2 separate regions of the Hordeum vulgare genome follow, and region 1 is linked to region 2. A link is a contact called in public HiChIP or PLAC-seq data. All regions are on one chromosome and are shown on one strand. Each heading gives the region's core, a stretch centred on a gene start, on an enhancer-like site or on the middle of the called end of the contact. The rest is flanking DNA. Distances are from core to core; before and after follow the strand shown. Region 1 holds the start of LOC123405404 (ribosome biogenesis regulatory protein homolog). Region 2 holds the start of LOC123405896 (putative GPI-anchor transamidase).

Region 1 (4,043 bases), core at 470-2,969, 170 kb after region 2:
CCGTCCGGAAATACTTATCCTAAAAATGCATATAACGGATGTATCTACAATTAAAATAAGTCTAGATACATTCATCTCTACGACAAGTATTTCCGGACGGAGGTAGTATTAAATAAGGAGGAGCAAGAGTTTGTTACAACACACCCAATTTACGTCATGACAATTATTCTCGCAATAAGAAAGACCCTAGGTTTTTAGCCCCTGCTTCAATCCAAACGTTGGCCTCGTCGACGATTATATTGAGCAAGATGTGCGGAGGAGCGCTCTTTTGCCTAAACACTCTCGCGTTACGCTCGTTTCATATGATCCACGACACCAACATGGTCATCGAGGCCATCGCTTTTCGGCCGGCAATGCCCATGACGCTCGTGCTCGCCCACCACACCTCAACGGAGCTGAACATGTGTCAGGCGGATGTGTCGAAGTCATGGATGCGAAATTTCTGGATCACCAAATTCCAAAGCTGATAGCGAAACGTCATCTGAAGAGAGGTGTAGACTCCTTTCCTGAATGCCCCTACAAATGGGGCAGGGGCCACAATTTGGCCATCCTCGCTTCTCCACCCTGTTAGCCGTCCATATTCTGTTTTGGAGCACGAGCCACGTAAAGAACTTGACCTTGGGCGTTGCCCAAACCTTCCAAACCATTTTGTCCATGCGGGATAGGACCAACCCCAAGAACTGCACCATATAGGTAGAGGCAGCCGCGTATTGCCCTAAATCCACAAGCTTTCAAATATTATCATCTTCAGCAACCTCATCGAGCTGCACCTCTTGCGGGAGCATCCAAAGGTGGAAGAATTGCGTGATATGCTCGATTGAAATTGATGCACGAGTCCGATCTTGGGAATCCAAGCATTTTGTTGAAGGGCCTCGTGAACCTTCCAACGCTTCTAGGAGGAGGACTCGTAAATGAGTGGAGTGATACCCATTGGCTTGCGGCCAAGAAGCCAGGGGAAGTCCCAAAAAGGAGTCCGCGCACCATTTCTGACTGTAATGGTGGTACATGCATAAAAGAAGTCGATGTCATCCGCACTGCACGGTTTCCACTCCCAACCCATAACTTTGTGGGCTCTTTCCACTCGTACCAAGGCCACCGCAAGCGCAGTGCCCGCGTGAACTTTTCGTTGTTGAGGATCCCGAGGCCGCCATAAGCAAGCGGTCGACTGACCAAGTCCCAATTGACCTTGCATTTTCTCCCGTTTGTCTTATCGGACCCGGATCACAGAAAGGCCCGCTCGAGCTTGTCGATATTCCGTAGGATGGCAGTTTGGACGACCAAGGGTGTAATGAAGTAGATCACTTGGGAAGCGAGCACCGACCGCACCAGGATTAAGAATTCTGGATGCAACATCTTGAGGAATGCAGCAAAACCGTGTCAGGGTAGAGGAGTATTGTTAAAATAGAAGGCCACGACCATGGTCACCGCCACCATCACCGGCGGTGGTGGCGGCGACACCGACTGCCCTTCAAGTTTTTTTTTTTTTTTGAGGAACGACTGCCCTTCAAGTTACCCACTGTGATCTAGCCTGACAGTATATAGGCCCCCGGCCCAGAAGGTTAAGGCCCCCAGCCCAGAAGGGGACGAAGCAACAACCCATATTCAGTTATCCAGCCCAGAGGCCCAGCCCGTATCCTCCAGCCCAGCCCAGCCCAGGTCACTAATAAAACCCAACCAAGCACTACCACCACGCCTCCTCTCCTCCTCCCCCAAACCCGCCGTACACTCGCCGCAGCAGCAATGGCGGCGGAAGAAGCATCCGCCTCCGCCACCAACTTCGAGGTGGACCTGGGCCACCTCCTGGCCTACGACCCCTCGCACCACCTCGCCGCCGGCGCCGCGTCCTCCAGGGCGGAGCTGCGGAACGAGTGCCTGCGGAAGGCCACGGAGCTGGCGCAGGCCGTCGCCAACGCCCTCTTCTCGCTGCCGGCCACCGAGGGCCGCGACGGCCCCGTCGTCCGCCTCCCGCCGCCCGCCAACCGCCTGCCCCGCGAGAAGCACGTGAGAATACCGCATCCCCACCCTCTCTCTCTCCCCCCCTCACGCCATCTCTGCCCGCTACCATCGGTTGCTCTCGATTTGTTTTAGAGGATGATTACTGCTGGCTACTGCTACTCCGCGAGCGTGTGAGTAGATTAGCGTGGGGTTTCAGAGGGGCGCTTGCAGTATGCCTATGCTTAATTTTACGATTTCCTATGCCGAAGATGCAGTGGAGTGATTGATATCTGTGGCCTGTAGGATGTGTAGGTTACGACAGATGCCAGGATACCATACTGGCATGAGAGTGCAGCTGCCCCGGCCAGCGTGTTATTATTCGATTGTTGTTTGCATGTATGGGTTCTAGTTTTTTCGTTCTTGCTCTGCACTAATCCTTAAAGGAGATATTAAGCTGAACAGGACCTGTGTTATGATAAGTATATGCATGTATTTGCAAACATGCAAAATGCTTGATCCTTTTCTTTCCTGTCACCAGTTGCCGAGGCCGAAGCCTCCTACCAAGTGGGAGACGTTTGCGAAGTCGAAAGGTGAACTTGCTATTCTTGCTTGCTTTCTGAGCGTTTTCATTGGAAGTGTACTTGCTTGGATTTAATATGACAGGAACATACTTGCAGGGATTATCAAGCACAAGAAGAACAAGCGTGCATGGGACGAGCAAACTAATTCCTGGAAGCGGACTTATGGCTATGACCGTGTTAATGATGACAGAGATGTTCCAATCATTGAAGCCAAATCGACAGACGGTGAGCAACTTGTCTTTTGTACTCCCTCCGTTCGTAAATATAAGTCTTTTCAGAGGTTTCACTAGAGGAGTACATACGGATGTATATAGACATACTTTCGAGTGTAGATTCACTCATTTTGCTCCGTATGTAGTCCTCATTTTGCTCCGTATGCAGTCCCCTAGTGAAACCTCTAAGAAGACTTATATTTAGGAATGGAGGGAGTATATGGTGAATCTTGTTTTGTAGCAATAGTTGTAATCTGTTCGAGCTTTCCCGTGCCAAGTACACATTGCAGTTATCATGAGCTGTCACACAAATGCTTAACAGCCTGCATGTTTCTGCTTATGTACACTGATTTAGTCCAGTGTTCATTTTAAATCTTCAATGCTCTTTGCGTTTTGACTAATTGAATCTAACGACTAGCAATCTTGTTCTGTAACGGGAGTAGCAATCATTTAGAGCTTTAACCTTACCGAGTACTCCCTCCGTTCGAAATTACTTGTTGCAAAAATGAATAAAAATGGATGTATCTAGAACTAAAATACATCTAGATACATCCATCTTTTCGACAAGTAATTCCAGACGGAGGGAGTACCTATTACGGTTGTGTGCTGTGACACAAATGCTTGACAACCTGCAAATATTTCTGCTTCATACTCTGATTTAGTCCAGCTATCATTTTTACTCTCCAGTAATCTTTTCATTTATGACTGAATGAATCAGTCTAAAATATCAATGGAATTAGCTTTAAAATGTACTCCCTCTGTACCTAAATAATTTTAGTTGGGGAGAACTAGACTAGTTCTCCCTAACTACAATTATTTAGGTACAGAGGGAGTATATGTGTCTAAAAACCTGTTTGCAATCTGTTACCCTGTTAACTAAGTATGATTTATTACAGAGCCTGGTGTTGATCCTTTTGCTCAAAGAAGGGAAGAGAAGAAGGGCCGGGTAGATAAGCAAGAAAAAAACAGACTTGGGAATTTGAAGAATGCTGCAAAAGTTGGTGCTCTGCCAAGGTAATCCATACTACTAGCTAGTGTCTTCTGTATAACTCATGCACTACTTTGTTTTCTTTTTTGCAAATGTTTGTTTATTATTCATTATATTAGCAACTCAATTTTCTCATACCACAGCTTTGTGAAAAACATTATGCAGTCATATACAGCTTGCTGCCACGTCCGTGCCCATCACAGGGACAAAAGCTGATCTGCCTAGAAAGGCTAAGAAGGAAGATCTCGAGAATGTTGCTGGTATGGCTTCTGCAGCAACAGCCAGCGGTGGGAAGTTTGACAAAAAGTTGCCTGGCGAGAAACCTCT
Region 2 (3,955 bases), core at 201-2,700:
AACGAAGAGACTGCAACGGCCACATACTTGAACTACCAAATGAAGTGAAGTGAAGACGTGTGTTACCAGTAACGCTAGAGTTAGATATGTTATTACTAGTAACTTCCGTAATTATTAGCATTTACTCGTCCTTGTAATGAGGCCGGGCCGATGGTGGCGCACTCTATATAAGCCACCCCGGACTCCTGAGCAAGGGTTCAGCATCTTGTAATATCACATCCCCCATAAAGAATCACCAGCTTCATGGCTCGAGACGTAGGGTTATTACCATTTTCGAGTGGGGGTCGAACTCGTACATCCGAGTGTATCCACTACGCTTAACTAGGCTTCGCCCCATCATTCGTACCCCTTGTATTATTATTAGGATCATTCCCACGACACTACTCGTTTCAAAAAAATCACTAGTTTCCAAAATAGTTTAAAAAAATAAAGATTTCACAAATTTCAAAATTTGAATTTCACTCATTTCAAAATTATAGGTTTCACTAATTCCAAAAAACTGATTTCACACAATTAAAAAAAATCATTTTTAAAACTAATTCCATTCAATTCAAAAAATTATGCCAAAAATTGATTTCACTGCATTAAAGAAAATCACTCATTATAAAAAAATTTGATTTCAACTTGTTTCAGATAACGGATTTCGTTCAAGTCAGAATACATATTATCTTATTCCAAAAGAATGGGTTAACTCATAAAAGAACTATTCTCAAACAACTCATTTCACTATAACGAAACAAAATATTTCACTTGTCCAAAAAACAGATTTCACTCCTTTCAAAAAAACTCATTTCACCCAATTACAAAAATCCACTCATTTGGAAAATATATATTAATTTAAAAAAAATTGATTTCACTCAATTAAAAAAAAGCCAGCCATTAAAATAACAATTCCATTAAATTCAAAATATCAGTTACATTTTGAAAAGACTGATTTTGCTCATTTGAGATAGCAAATTTCACTCACTGAAAAAAAAAACCACTCATTTCAGAAAAAAGGTCCGCCCTTCTCAAAAAACATTTTTCTACGTAACAAAAAGATAGATTCACTTTATAGAAGAAATAGGTTCCGCTCGTTCTAAAAAATCAGCCATTTTAGAAAAATGATTCCAGTAAATTCAAAAATCTAATTTCTCTCATTTCAAATATAAACATTTCACTCATTTCACACAACTAAAAAAACGTTAGAGGTTTACACAATAATAATAAAAAAACTTATTTCACCTTTTGTTTTTGTCCAGGAGTCGCTCTCGTAGCGCAGTAAGGATTAGTCCACTCCACACGGTCGGGCTCAGATTTAGTGCGACAGGCAATCTGCTCCTTCCATTTCTGATCTAACGGTTGTGGATGGAACAAAAGTCAGGGGACCGTGGCCGAGCCACGTTAGAGGATCTGCCGCCGCCACCTCCCCCATGGCATGGATCCCGGCATCGGGTAGCGTCTCGTCGCCGTCGCCGTCGCCGCCGCCGCCGCCGCCGGTAGCACCGTGAGGCCCCGCGACCCGTACGTCACCGCCGACGCCTACCACCTCTTCTCAACCCGACGCGGACCCCGCCACCTCTGCTCCGCCCCACCTCCGGCTGTCAGCTCAGGGCAGCGTCTGATCCTGCGCCTGGCTCCGGCGGCGAGCATGGGGTTCTCCGGATGGTGCCCCAGGCCCTCACGCCCCACTCCCCTCTCCCCCCTCAAGACGCTTCTTCTGCTCGTGCTCCTCGCCTTCTCCCCCGCCGCCGCGTCGTCGTCGTCGTCTCCCGCCGCTGTGCACAACAACAACTGGGCCGTGCTCGTCTGCACATCCCGCTTCTGGTGAGACCCCCTCTATCATGTATATGCAGTGATTAGTTTTTTCTCATTGGCTAGGATCCATTTCTAGTGCCTTATTCTTCTGATTGCGACATAGTTTGTGATTGTCATCAGTGCCAGAGCATTTGCCCTGAAGCTCCATATTGAATTCTCCTGCCCTGCTATAACTTCAACAGGGATCTGTTAGTATGGCCGGAGATCTCAGGGGTTGTACAGCTGATAACTGAATGGAGTTTATTCGATCTCTCTATGGGTGTGTAATAATAATGATGATGGTTACTTAAAATGTTTAACTGTATTGATGTAGGTTCGGTGAGCACAAGTGTCTTTTGATAAACATTTTGGTATGAACACATGCACAACTGTAATTTTTTCTCGAATACACAGAAGAAGAATGCCAAGGATCGAATGTGCACACTTGTACTACCTCCGTTCCTAAATATAAGTCTTTTTAGAGGTTTCACTAGAGGACTACATACGGATGTATATAGACATACTTTAGAGTATAAAATTCACTCATTTTACTCCGTATGTAGTCCCTTAGTGAAATCTTTTAAAAGACTTATATTTAGGAACGGAGGGAGTAGTTGTGTTAATACCAGTCAATGTTTTAACAGTTTTCCCTCTGAGATGCATGTTTAGTTCCCATCTACCTATAGCATTGGAATATGTGGCTTATGCTTTTATGTTGTCTTGTTGATGTTTGGTTCTGCTGCTTATCCCTGTTGTCACTTAATTCTGACCTATTATTGAAATGTTCTGCAGGTTTAATTATAGACATATGGCCAACACGCTGTCTTTGTACAGGTAGTATACTTATAATATTCTGCCATTATATGCAATTGTTAATCAATGCCATATGTAAGGTTATTCCTTATTACTGGATATACCATTTTTTCCCAGGACTGTTAAGAGATTAGGAATACCTGACGAGCGGATAATACTTATGTTGGCGGATGATATGGCTTGTAATTCCCGGAACAATTATCCTGCCCAAGTGTTCAACAATGAGAACCACCAGCTTAATCTTTATGGTGACAATGTTGAGGTGAATCTCTTTTACTCTGAAAATAGTGCTGCTGAATTCATATTGTTGTTTGATAACCACTCGGGTGCAATATTTCACCAAGCCCATGATGTGCATGTATCATTGATACCAGTGAGGTACCAAAGCTACTAAATAGTTGATGATATCTAAGCAGGCATACCCACAGTAAATGGCACACTACGACTACTTGACCTCTTTTTCAACAAGTAGACGCCCATAGGCATATGACTGATATATTGCAATACCTACAATCCTGATTTTCAAATTGATAATATTATGAAATAATGCCTCCTAAAAGATGGTCAAATTTTGCAAAGGGATGGATACTTAAGGCACACTCTACACAGTTCAATATGGCCAGTTAGGTCATTTATGGAAGGTGGGCTGGCAATTCTCCAAGTTGTCCACTCATAATGCTATGCAATCTGATATTTATATAAAGAAGTAATATCTGATCTTGGTATGCTGATGTTACTCTTTTGGTATTCTAATGGCAGGTTGATTACCGAGGTTACGAGGTTACAGTTGAAAACTTTTTGCGAATTTTGACTGGAAGACATGACAGTGCTGTACCAAGATCAAAGCGTCTCTTAAGTGATGAAGGAAGCCATATTCTATTGTACATGACTGGGCATGGCGGGGATGAATTTCTGAAGTTCCAAGACAACGAAGAACTTCAGAGCCATGATTTAGCAGATGCAGTAAAGCAAATGAAGGAGAAGCATAGGTTGAATTGTTTAATATCAACATTTGGATGTTGGTTTGCGCCCCTTCGTTTCTGGGTTCATTGGTTCTGACCTTTCACCTTGGTCTTCCTTTCATCAGATTTAAGGAGTTGTTGATAATGGTAGATACCTGCCAGGCTGCTACTCTGTTTTCACAGGTTTATTTCTAGTTGCCACACGTTTGTCTTGACACATGCTGAATTACTGTTAATCTATTATACATATTATCCATTTCATTTTGTAACCGTCCAATGTTTTTTACCCTTTGGGTACAGTTTACAGATGTGGATATATTTGTTGGCAAGTGTGCACACTATAGCATGTTGTACACCTATACATTTCCTTCACAATTTATGTATTTATTTTGGGCACAACTAGC

What was found. HiChIP or PLAC-seq counts read pairs in DNA pulled down with a chosen protein or histone mark.
Region 1: an H3K4me3 HiChIP or PLAC-seq map of embryo shows a contact between it and region 2, with 4 times the contacts expected there. The contact joins the promoter of LOC123405404 here to the promoter of LOC123405896 in region 2. A contact is called at or near these places in 2 of 6 Hi-C or Micro-C datasets (leaf and seedling) and 1 of 1 datasets of contacts at active chromatin or transcription factors (embryo).

The regions. Positions count from the first base shown.
Region 1 is chr1H:32,372,003-32,376,045 of MorexV3_pseudomolecules_assembly, forward strand. LOC123405404 (ribosome biogenesis regulatory protein homolog) reads left to right here and starts at 1,720. Exons shown (of 7, transcript XM_045099121.1): 1 at 1,720-2,001; 2 at 2,474-2,525; 3 at 2,613-2,741; 4 at 3,625-3,742; 5 at 3,882-4,043. The coding sequence starts at 1,741.
Region 2 is chr1H:32,206,124-32,210,078 of MorexV3_pseudomolecules_assembly, forward strand. LOC123405896 (putative GPI-anchor transamidase) reads left to right here and starts at 1,451. Exons shown (of 9, transcript XM_045099417.1): 1 at 1,451-1,806; 2 at 2,569-2,610; 3 at 2,707-2,851; 4 at 3,349-3,578; 5 at 3,677-3,734. The coding sequence starts at 1,631.